4 separate regions of the Mus musculus genome follow, and all the other regions are linked to region 4. The links are chromatin contacts, called in public Hi-C and HiChIP or PLAC-seq maps. All regions are on one chromosome and are shown on one strand. The core of a region is the stretch at or near the end of the contact, and the rest is flanking DNA. Distances in the headings are between cores, read along the strand shown.

What was found. A called contact is a pair of places that touch in the nucleus more often than the background predicts. HiChIP or PLAC-seq counts read pairs in DNA pulled down with a chosen protein or histone mark.
Region 1: an H3K4me3 HiChIP or PLAC-seq map of bone marrow-derived macrophages shows a contact between it and region 4, with 5 times the contacts expected there. The contact joins the enhancer-like site here to the promoter of Zfp280d in region 4. A contact is called at or near these places in 6 of 39 promoter capture datasets (the 3T3-L1 cell line, 3T3-L1-derived adipocytes, the C10 cell line and 2 more), 4 of 115 datasets of contacts at active chromatin or transcription factors (the SCID.adh cell line, bone marrow-derived macrophages, embryonic midbrain and 1 more) and 4 of 9 other capture datasets (adipose tissue, embryonic tail, embryonic trunk and 1 more).
Region 2: a contact with region 4 is called in a Hi-C map of Th1 cells, with 1.7 times the contacts expected there. The contact joins the enhancer-like site here to the promoter of Zfp280d in region 4. A contact is called at or near these places in 2 of 39 promoter capture datasets (embryonic stem cells and hippocampal neurons), 2 of 484 Hi-C or Micro-C datasets (Th1 cells and pre-B cells), 11 of 115 datasets of contacts at active chromatin or transcription factors (the SCID.adh cell line, cardiomyocytes, craniofacial prominence and 8 more) and 3 of 9 other capture datasets (adipose tissue, embryonic stem cells and liver).
Region 3: a contact with region 4 is called in an H3K4me3 HiChIP or PLAC-seq map of neural tube, with 5 times the contacts expected there. The contact joins the promoter of Cgnl1 here to the promoter of Zfp280d in region 4. A contact is called at or near these places in 1 of 39 promoter capture datasets (cranial neural crest), 4 of 115 datasets of contacts at active chromatin or transcription factors (embryonic stem cells, extraembryonic endoderm stem cells and neural tube) and 1 of 9 other capture datasets (embryonic stem cells).

The regions. Positions count from the first base shown.
Region 1 is chr9:71,973,292-71,976,037 of GRCm38.p6, reverse strand. All of the region lies in intron 5 of Tcf12 (transcription factor 12), which reads left to right. Among named protein-coding and RNA genes, the nearest start is that of Tcf12, 140 kb to the left of the region's middle. Within about 2 kb of position 1,432, at least 40 of the 459 cell types and tissues checked have an H3K27ac peak or open chromatin away from gene starts, as enhancers often do. A contact at or near this core is called in bone marrow-derived macrophages and pre-B cells, where this site is marked.
Region 2 is chr9:71,872,914-71,875,776 of GRCm38.p6, reverse strand. The region is part of intron 13 of Tcf12 (transcription factor 12); the gene reads left to right. Among named protein-coding and RNA genes, the nearest start is that of Cgnl1, 100 kb to the right of the region's middle. Within about 2 kb of position 1,351, at least 38 of the 459 cell types and tissues checked have an H3K27ac peak or open chromatin away from gene starts, as enhancers often do. A contact at or near this core is called in the SCID.adh cell line, Th1 cells and adipose tissue, where this site is marked.
Region 3 is chr9:71,770,205-71,772,904 of GRCm38.p6, reverse strand. It overlaps Cgnl1 (cingulin-like 1), which reads left to right and starts at 1,303. Exons shown (of 19, transcript NM_026599.5): 1 at 1,303-1,396.
Region 4 is chr9:72,273,529-72,276,228 of GRCm38.p6, reverse strand. Zfp280d (zinc finger protein 280D) reads right to left here and starts at 1,341. Exons shown (of 22, transcript NM_146224.5): 1 at 1,200-1,341.

The DNA.
Region 1 (2,746 bases), core at 183-2,682, 300 kb after region 4:
CCATGTAAAGGGGTTTTGGTTTTTTTTTTGTTTTTTTGTTTTTTTGGTTTTTTTTTTTTGGCTAACCCTGTTTTATGAATAGTAATTCTCCATCAGGTTCTTGCCCCTCTCTCTAGGATATTATATGCCTCTTTCTTAACAGATTTTGTCTCCACCTCACACTAGATTAAGATACACTTTATTTCTGAATTGTGTGAGCTTAAAACAGATTCAATTCTCCTTTGCTGCTTGTTTTCCTGACAATTAAATTCTAGGTGGCTTTCAGGTTTTTTTCTAGAGATGGTTTCTGTGATCGTAATTGGATTATCAGAGTACTGATGTATTTTTAAGCCTTCATTTAACCTCACAAAAGTAGTCCTTTATTTATCGAAAACTACTGATGTTGCAGTTTAAATGTCAAGAAATTATTTATTAGGTCCTTTTAAAAAAAGATTCTATAGTTACGTTGGGCGGTCTTGTTTGATATTTCTTAATCTTAGTCCTTTTTCATAATTGATCTATTCATTCTACCTAATGACTAATTACATATCAGAGCACATCATCAGCCACATTCATCATAGTAGAATGTAATAATCAATGACATTTCAACAAAGGAAAAAATAAATATGCAAATAAGGCCTCATTAACATTTGCATGAGTTGTTTGAATAATCACGTTGCTGACAAGGCTGTAATTAACAGAAATTGATGCTGAGTTCAGTATTTGATAGTGTGTTTTCTCAGCATTTTATTGTTGTCACTGCGGGGGCTGAAATGAAGTTCTGCTCTACTTATACCTTGACTAGAGTTGATGTGCCGAGTACCAAAGGCTTGTGGGAGCCCTTGATTTTCTGTGACCTGCTCTTAAATGCATATGAAGATACTTTACTTAAATTGCGTTGGTTTCTTTTTCCTTAATAAAGCTCAGTTGCATTTTAACAATTATAAAATGACTGTAGAAAGAAAACAAATATAAGGATTTAGAGTTTTGTTATTTTGCCAGAACTGATTTATCTGAATCACTAGAATTTCAAGGTTTAGTTTTGCTCATACCATGGAAAATTGCTGTCATTAATTTTTTTCCCTCTTAAGTCTGCCCCAGTAGATCACTCTGGAGAGGTTGGTGTGCTTACTGTAATTGAAAATCACTTGCTTAGGCCAACAGCAACAATGACAAAAGCCTAATTATAAAATGCACAGTTTGAGGGTGTGTGTGTGTGTGTGTGGTGATTTTTTTAAATAACACTGCTCCCCACATTCCTCCTCCTTTTCCTGTACTGTTTCCTGTTTTTGTCATGGATATTAACTGAAATGTGCTAAACACAATAAAGCTGTTTATGTCAGTTTTTTGGATGACTGCAAGTGCTGATTATAACAAGTTTAAGGAATTTCCTTTGTTGAATGTGTACCCGTGCCATATGGCTCAACACGGAACATTAACTTGACAGGGATAATGGATTGTGCTGTATGGAGACAATTTTGCCTGCAGCTTTCCTATAACTCATTCTGGTTGGGGATCACAGGTTTCTAGTATGGGATGGAGCAAACATCCAGATGGATTTACTTTACATAAAAGAGTTGCATTTCTTTTTATTTCCTCTCTGTAATTGGAAAAAGGAGATTTTTCTTTAAAGAAGCAAAATATTAAAAAGAAATGGAAGATTTAAAAAATCTAAGAAAAGCCTGGATTTTTGTGTAATCTTTTTGTAAAATGCTTTGAAAGATGATTATTTCTGTGTATTTAGTGCATGCATTTTTAAGTCGGGTTTACATAAGCTTATGACACTATCTTTTGAGTCTAAAGTGGATCTTCTTCCCTTTTATATTTATTGGATTGCTTCAGGACTGGGAACAGGAAAATCAGTGCCTTTTCTGATGTTCTTTAGTTATGATCTTCCGAAGATCATGTGCATTTGTAAGTCTTTAAAAAGTCTCTGCTTTTGGCAATGATATTTTATAAATCATAACAAAGTTTATTGGTTTTGTTAACAGTAATGAAGCAGAATTGCTGACTGCTGGTTCCTTGGTTCATTCTGTATCTCTATGAAAGTCATTCTAATTGATTGAATGAGAATAAGAAAACCAAAAGCAACTCCAGAAACAAAATGTAACCAAGTATTAATTACTAGGCTGCTAAGAGTGCTGAGAGCTAACATGGAGTTTAGGTCAGAGGGAAAGAAATGTGGAACATAATCTTCATGATATGATCTGCTAAGAAACTAAACTTAGGTGATATGTGGAACTGACATTATCCATTGACTATAGGCAGTTCTACACTGTCTATTTAAATTAAATCTTGATGCTATGTACCTCTGTGTGTTGCTATGTAAATATGTGAGTGTATGCTTTCTTTTTCAATGTTGTAGGTTGAACATAGGCTTTTGTGTGCTTTAAGCAAGTTACCTTTTCTATTAGTGAGCCCAACCTTGGTTTTTGGAGACAGAATCTTATGCCTATTAATCTTTATGCTTCAGCTTCCTAAGTGCTGGGATTTCAGATGTATGCCTACACACGCTGCTAATTTTTATATTAGAACCTCTTGTACAAAGTTAATCTTCTTCCATAGTGTTACTAAACTGTAAGCTCCCAAGTCACTATTGTGTTTAAATGTTCAATTTAAGTTCCTGGGACGTTCATGGTTTCCAGTATAGTACCTCACTATATATAAGAATGAAATAGAGAATTGGCCCTCAAAGAAACAGAAACATTTTCAGACGTGATTTGCACATTTATGTCTTTCATTTTCTAGTCCTTTCAGTAATACAAGC
Region 2 (2,863 bases), core at 102-2,601, 400 kb after region 4:
CCTTTAATCCCAGGCAGAGGCAGACAGATCTCTTGAGTTCGAGGCTAATCCTGGTTCCAAGACAGCCAGGTCTACACTGATAAACCCTGACTAAAAACAAACAAAAGCCTTTGACTACTAGGCTTTTCACCTTTTTTATATGAAAACTTACCAGGGGATGATAATGCTGGGTGAGCAGCATTGGCGGGGCTGCTTAAGTGGTTCACTTTGTTTTCCTTTCTCCTGATTTTTGTTTTGTTTTGTTTTGTTTGAGACAGGGTTTCTCTGTGTGACTCTGGCTGTCCTGGAACTCAATTTGTAGGCCAGGCTGGCCTCGAACTCAGAAATCTGCCTGCCTCTGCCTCCCAAGTGCTAAGATTAAAGGCGTGCACCACCACCACCCGGCCCTTTCTCCTGATTCTTAACATTAATTTTGATAAGTTCTAGAACTATCCTATGGGATGAATTTTTTGAGATACTATAATTATAAGTGATAATATTTATTAGGATTAAGTAAAATAATGTGAAAATATCTTTCAAACAATAATCTTAAAACGTTACCCATATTTTTCTAAGCAACTTTGGAGGGGTTGGACTTGCTGGAGAAAAATGTTTTGAAAAAGAGGTGTTACTGGACAAGTGAACTGGCTCACTACATCCCTGCCTCACCAGTCAGCCTCAGCAGCAGCTCTGCGTTCCCAGTCTGGCCTCAGTTACATCCAGCCTTATGCTGGGCTTCTTAAAGTCACAGCTTTTGCTGTCACCTGTGCTTTGTGTCAGCCACATTCCAGGGTGGACATGTTGAGCTGCAGCAGCTGCTTCAGGCTAGTAGCAGTCTGTGCCACTTTTTCAGACATCATGGCTTCAGCTGTCTAGTAAATGCTAAGCAGCTGTTGCCCACATAGGCAAGATGATGAAAGACCCATTGACTTAGAGTTGTGTAACGGGGCTGAAGTTACAGAGAGAATGATGGAACTTAGCCCTGCTCACTATCTTGGCACTGTTTTACCAAAATTCTCAGCATAATTTTTGCCACAGCCCGTTTTTACACTTTGTTATATGACTTGTCTGCCTTTACTGTACTTACTAATCATGGGAGAGGAGCTGGGAGCTCAGCCTCTAAGAAGGCATGGGTGAAACTGAGAATGGTTACGTCAAGTCTGAGGCCTCCTCCATTGGTGAGGCTTAGCTGATGATACTCTTTCCTGTAACTCAGGTAACTAATCAAAATGTAGACTGCTGATTGTATGGTGGTGAGCCTCCTTTGAATTCAGCAGTCCTAGAGAACCTTTTGCACGTGATGCTGTTGAAACACCAAATTAGAGTATTTATAAAGGCACATCTCCTGCTTCTCTGTCTAGTGTGCTTGTCTCTACTTCCGTTGTTTACGAGAACACCCACACCATGAAAGAACAGAGACAGGGTGAGAGGAAAAGCTCTAGATTATAAACATTCAAAGTCAAAAGAAAAGGAAACAGCAAACCAGCACTCCTGCTGTGGAGATTGCTTTGTATCTTATATGGCCTTGATCTGTTATCTGGAATGAGTAGGTTATCCCCAGTTAGCCCTGTTTCCTGTGTTCAACCAACAGTCAGATTCACCACAGGATCTGTGAGCATAGACCCACAGGCAACAGATTCCCACAGGCAGCTTCATGGTTGTCATTCTTGAATAAATACACCTTATCTTCCTCCAGAGCTTTCCAAACAAGAAGCATGCATTTTTATGTATTTTTATGAGGGAGCCTCTGAGACACTGTACTAATGACTGGGCTGGAAGTCGTGATATAGACCAAAATGACCTTCACCTCTGCCTGCCTCTGCCTCCCAGGTGCTGGGCTTAAAGGCCTGTGAGCATTTGTTCTTAAGTCAAGAAGCCCATAGCAGGATCGCTAGAAATCTGCATATCAGAGTTCCTGCTTTGTCTTCTAGCAGATCCTTCTGACAGCTTTGAGACACCACAAACAGTATCCAGTAGACGAAAAGACCTTTTTTTTTTAACCCTGTCTTTTAAGAAATCTTTTCCAGAAACCTCTCCTATAGACTTAACCTCATGTTTCATTGGCCATCACGGGGCCTGCCTCAGTTGCCTGCATCTGCAATAGAACTGACATGTTTATCTTAGGTGTTAGGATTTATTCAGAGTTAGGATAGAATTATTCTGTGCCATTCAGACAGAACAGGCCTACCCTTCAGCCCTTGAACAGACTTAGTACTTTGGCAACAAGGTGAAAGGGAAATGGCTATGCCTGCTACAGTTCGGAAGTGGCACAACATTTATGTTAGGCGAATATGTTCGGTATGGGAGCTTGGGAGGCAGGCAAGCAGAACATTCCTTGACTTTCTTTACCTTCATATGGAATTTAGGTGGGGAATGTCTGTAATGTTAGAACCTTGTACCAGTCCTCAGAACCTCATACTAAAAGTTGAGTCTAAGTTTATGTTAGTTTAATCAAAACATTATGTTGTGTACATCGTCTATGAGCATGCCCAGTGTAAAATACTCGCCTTACTTGAGCAAGTTTCCAGTCGAGATGAGAAAATACAATGAAAATAAAGCCACAGAATTGACACTGAGTTGTGGTCAAGTTAGGGCACAGGCTTCATGAAATGAAATTTAATAAGAGGAAAGTGGTTTTTGTGAGTATAAAGGGAAGAGCACAGTACAGATCTGCATAGGAGAAAGTGCCTGCCCTCCTCTTCTAGTCATTTACCGAGAGGGTGACTGGCTGTGTTGTGGTAAACTGTAACATTAGGATTCCAGTAGGGTAAGATGGAGGCCCATGAAGGCTTGAGTTTAGGGTGAGGTTACAAAGAGAAACTATTGGGGGCCTGAAGTAAGAGAAATAACTGGAGCCACAAGTTGTGCACTCAGGAGGCAGAAG
Region 3 (2,700 bases), core at 54-2,553, 500 kb after region 4:
TGCCTAATTCCAGATATACCCAAAACCCAGATGTCTTTGCACTGGCAAGCAGTCCCGTTGAGAACACTGTTCATGCAGTTTTATCATCTACAAAGCCCAGACTTGAGAACTAAGCAATCAAGTTTCACAAAAACGTGCAATGTTTTAAGTAGGCTTACTACTTTCTTTTTGTTGGGAGGAGGGACAAAGGTTGCATTCATAACTATACTCGGCTGACTAGGCGTGGAGCATGCCTGGTAGACCCACTGTTTCCAAAGGGGTCCAGGGAGAATAGCTTCCTCCTTTGTCTTCTTTTTAAAGATCACTTGAAAATATTTTTTTTTCAAGTTTTGCCTGCATGTATACCTGTGCGCCACATATATGCAGTACCCGAGGAGGCCAGAAGATGGCACTAGATCCTCCTGGCACTGAAGTTAACAAAGGTTTTGGGAGCTGTCTTGATGGTGCTGGGAATTGAACCAGATCTTATAGAACAGAAACAGATCTTAACTTCTGAGCCATTTCTCCAGCTCTGTAAATAAATACAAGCACGTTTCATCACTGTGCAACTTTTCTTCTATTGCTGTTGCAGTTTTCCTACAAAATAATCACTATTACTTTTTGAAATCTTTTCACGTTACTGTTTTGAGTGACTGAATTTTTGAGTGTTGATTTTATTCAACATGTTTGTCAGTAAACATTTACTTATTAAAATACTGTAAGACACATGCCATTTCTGCAGTCCTTTCTTCAGGAATAACAAGCCGTTGAGTGAGTGCCTCGCTCACTTTACAATGGAGGAAACTGAACTTGGAAATGACACCCTGGCCTTCCCAGTTGGCAATGTAATGCCACCTTCCCTGGAAAACTAACTAAACTAGGGCCTGAGAGTTTGTCTCTAATGTCTGTGCTGCTACCAGGAGCCAGGTGACCTCAGAGCTAGGCCCAGCTTTAGCTTATAGACGTCACTTTGTCACTTCGTGCCTTTTGTGATTTGCTTCTAGGTGACAGAACAAGGCTGAGTGGAAGAATGGGGGGAAACTGAGATCTGGGGTGGGATTGCGGAATAGGGAAAGTTTCCTGGAGGAGGGGTTGTAAGGGGGTGCTGAGAGAGAGAAGAGAGTGGCTGCGGGTGGGAACGGGGTGCTGGTATGGGCGCAGGGAGGTCTCAGGGCGCAGATGGGGCAGGGTTTCAGGGATCGCCCGGGACTGTCCGCGAGGGGCCGCAGTCCTCGGTCCGCCGGGTCCTGGGTCGCTGGGAGGGTCCGGACGCAGACCCGCCTGCTCCTCCTCCCGGGAGGGCGGGCGACTGCAGGGCGGGGCGGGGCTGGCGCGGCCTCCTGGCGACGCGGCGGCCGCTGCTCTCCGGCCCGGCTCTGCGGGCAGCTGCCGGAGCGGGACCCTGGAGGCAGAGGCGGTAAGTGAGCTCCGAGCGGGAGCCCGGAGGGTGTGCGCGGGACCCCGGAGCCCAGACGGTGCCCGGGAACTCGACAGGCTCGAGCTCCTGCAGCTTTGCGCAGTGCTCAGCCTCAGCGTCGGTCGTGGGATCCGGGCGCCGCGGCTGCAGTCCCGGGGCTGGAGGTGCGCTCCTGCCTCCTACGCTGAGCCCAGTACTGCAGACGAGTCGGACAGTTGGTGGCGAGCCTGTACAGGGCTCTAGTGACAGCTGCGGGCGAGCCCCACGGAGCACCGCACTCCCAACCCTTCCCTGCAGTGTTTGATCTCAGTGCTCTTTAAGCCATTCCTTAGAACAGGCTGGTGGCCGCTCCGCTGTCCTGGCCCCGCGTGCCACTGCACTGTCCAGGCAGGTCACCCCGAAAGCCCTTAAACCACGAGAGCACTTTTTTCGCTTTCTGAGGGACTTTTCCAAGTTGCATCACCGTTTGGCTTCAAGGTAGGTGCCTGGCTGTGGTGTTGGACTTACAGAGACTTTTTTTTTTTTTTTTAAGAACTTTGTATATTTACTGTGTGCGTGCCCTTTTACCCCAAGAACCCTTCCAACGCCGAGTACCCTGCTCAAAATACTGTAGGAGTTCTTTTAAAGAGGACTTGGCTTGCAGAGTGGGCTACACACCTGGTGAGATTTAAATCAAAACCAATGAAAAGATTCTCACCTTCCTCGCGCCCCCCACCCCCACCCTGGGTACATCTCTACTCCAGGGGTCTGGGGGTAGTCGGCGGTGGGAACTTTTAAAAAGCGACCCCGGGTGGTTCTGGGTGCAGCCAAGTTTGGAAGAGCAGAGCGCTCAGGCTCCTGACCCACCTCTCCACCAGGGGAGCCTGTGGACGCAGCCTGCTAACCTTAGACCGCAGGTGGTGCCATTTAAAAAATAAAAGTTCTCTTTGTTCCTAATTCTATTTACAGTAAATATTTCCGGGGGCACTTTCTATTTAGGAGGTTGGAGTGTGGGCATTAAATTCTGAAGTCATTGCCAGAGTCAAGGTTATATAGTCCTGTCAGGGAAAACCAAGTGATTCGGAAAAGTGTCTCAGATGAAGAGAACACTTAGGATTTGGTGAGCTTTTGTAGACCTCCTCCTTACACAGGCACGTGTGTACAGACACAAAAGCACTTGTGTTACATAAACGTGGGGATTTTCCTGGGAGTGGAGAGACCCTGAAGGGTTTCATTTGTGAGTTAGTTATTTTTGATGTGTGCTCGCGTCCTCAGGAGCAGCCATGTGTATGTTCCTTGATAGAATAAATAACACCTGAGTTAGG
Region 4 (2,700 bases), core at 92-2,591:
TTCAAAACTGCTCTGCCAACAAAAACGTCTCCGAAAGTAGCCCAAGGTAAACATTGACACCAATGACAGATACAACCACTCAAACTCAAGGATGGCTTTAGTGCAGATGGTGGACCATCAAAAAGCACAAGGTCCTCCAACCCGGTCCCTTCACCCTATCAGTTACATCCAAACAACTTGAGTTGGTACAGTCATCTCTCAAAACAAGATAGCACACAGATGCCAAGGGAAGGGTTTTGTACCTTCAAACTCTTACTTCCATCGTGTGAATTTATGGTTAAGGGCACTAAAAGACGTCCAAGTATTTAGATGATTCAGTCCAAACTTGAAAATAAAGCCAAATGTTTAAGTATGGCGGACTATTTAAAAAAAAAATTTTTTTTCTTCGTGAAGCCAAAAGTCTCCATGCTCGCAGCAGGTTAACGTCCATTTTTTTCCTAGCATATTTCTTTCCTAACGGGTTACAAATGCAGGTTGGTCGTGAAAACACCATCTTCTTGCGCAGGCTAAAACCTCAGCGCGACCACTCGTTTGTGGTTTATTAAGTGAAACCTGCAACGCACAGCTGGAAAATCTGTCAGGCTCGGTTCTCCTCAAAGCCCTCCTCTGGTAGACAATAGCGGGGCTATGGCAGAGTGGGGACATTCCTTTGACAAGAAAGGTGGCTAGATAGGAGCGGTCGTCTAGCACAAGGTAAGGCCTCTGTGGCTGTTATGGCGAACGCCAGTGGGGTTCTGCTCTTGCGTGAAGAGTCGAGTGGGTTGGGTTGTGAGCTCGGGTCTCCGCCACACACACACACACACACACACACACACACACACACACCCGCGGACAAGGTACAAAGGACCGAGGGGAGTCGTCCCCCGAGAGCACAGCCGGGCTGAGAAAGCGATGGGAGGATCTGCGCGGTGGCGAGGCGACGAGGCGAGGCGACGGCTGGGCGGCCCTGTACTGTGGGCCGCCGCGCCGCCGGCCGCCTCGCCTCGTCGCGCCGGGAACCCTCCCGCGCCAGGCCCGGCAAGATGGCGGGCCCGGCCCCATGCGCAGCCGGCCCCTGCCCTGCCCGGCCCGGGCGCTCTCGCCGACGCGCCGCGGCCCGAGACCCCCACCCTGCGCCCCCGGAGTGCGGCGGCGCGGCCGCGCGGGAGGGCCTTCGCGGGCGGGCGGGCGGGCGGCCGCGCGGGGCGGGGGACGCTTACCGTGAGCGGAGCGGCTCGGCCTGACTGGAGCCCTGAGGAGGAGGAGAAAGAGGAGGAGGCGAGGGAGGAGCGCGGGCTGTGTACGCCGAGGCCGCTCCGGCTCCCATCGCGGAGCGGGGCTGCTGGGCGCCGTGAGGGGGGAGGGGGCTGTCGCGAGCCAGGGCGCAGTGCCTCATGGGTAGGCTCCGGGTTGGCCTCGCGCGTCCGCGCTCCCAGTCTTCCCGCCAACGCGGGAGGCGAGCGCGGCCATATGCGCCGTGCTGCGGACCTCGAAGGCCCGGGCCGGCCGGGCCCTAGCAGCCGGCGAGGACACGCGGGGACCGGGCTGAGCTAGGCCGTGGCGCTCATGGCCGCCTCAGGCCTAGAATTTGTAGGCACTCAGCAGTGAGTTCCATCCTTCTCCGTGTGCGAGGGTTAAAGGGCATGGGGAAGGGTGTGAGAGGAAAAGGAGATGAGTTTCCAGGATAGTACCACGTTGTTTTTGGAAAGTACGTTTTTGTTTGGGTATCTTTTTCACTCCTATTGTATGAATAGTAATCCGTAATTGGAGGTGGAAAAAAATGGCCGATGTATTTATAAGAATACTTCATCGTAAGTCGGATCTGTAAGGAAACAGACACCATGTTATGTCCGAAATGTAGATGGACATTTGTGTGTTTGAACGATGTCAGATTTTGTTAAAAAAAAAAAAAAGAAAGGAAGGAAGGAAGAAAGAAAGAGGCAATAAAACGAGGGCTGGAGAGATGTAAAATGAGTAAGAGCCCATGTTGCTTTTCTAGAGTGCCCTAATTTGGTTCGCAGCACCCCATGGTGGCACACAACTACAGTTCAGGGGATCTGATGCCCTCTTCTGGCCTCGGTAGGCACCAGACACTAAAGTGGCACACAGGCATATATACAGACAAAAAAACACAGATACACATAAACTCAAATACTATGAGCTACCTTCTATCAAATAGCCTCAGTGTCTATAGATACCAGGCTCTCGGCGATCAAAGCTTCTTTTATTCCAGTCTTAATTACTAGCTCAATACATTTCATACTTAGAGAATGGGTACAAAAGGTTTAAAGAGACCAGCAGATTTCAGAGGACAAAAGCAGAAAGCTGATACATATATAAAGTGAGTTGCAGATACTAAGGGAAGGGATCTGGGAACCCAATAGGAGGCCAGTGGAGCTAGGGCTGCAGAACAGGACCACAGGGGGCTAGAAGCCAGAGAGGAGCAAGATCCATTAGAAAGACAGAAGGAGGACACTGCAGGTGGGCTAAGCCCAGTATTGTGAATTTAGGATTTGTCTGCCTATCACTTCCTTGAAAGAGACACCAGGTGGTCAGGTGAGAGGTTAGCAATTCAGTCACCATCTCAGTGTTAGGTACCTATATTATTAGTTTTCTAACTGAACTTAGAGAATGAATCCATGTGCATAGAAAGGGGGGTTATTAGAATGACTTATAAGCAACAATGGCTGGCTATGGACAAAAAGTCCAAGAATTCAGTAA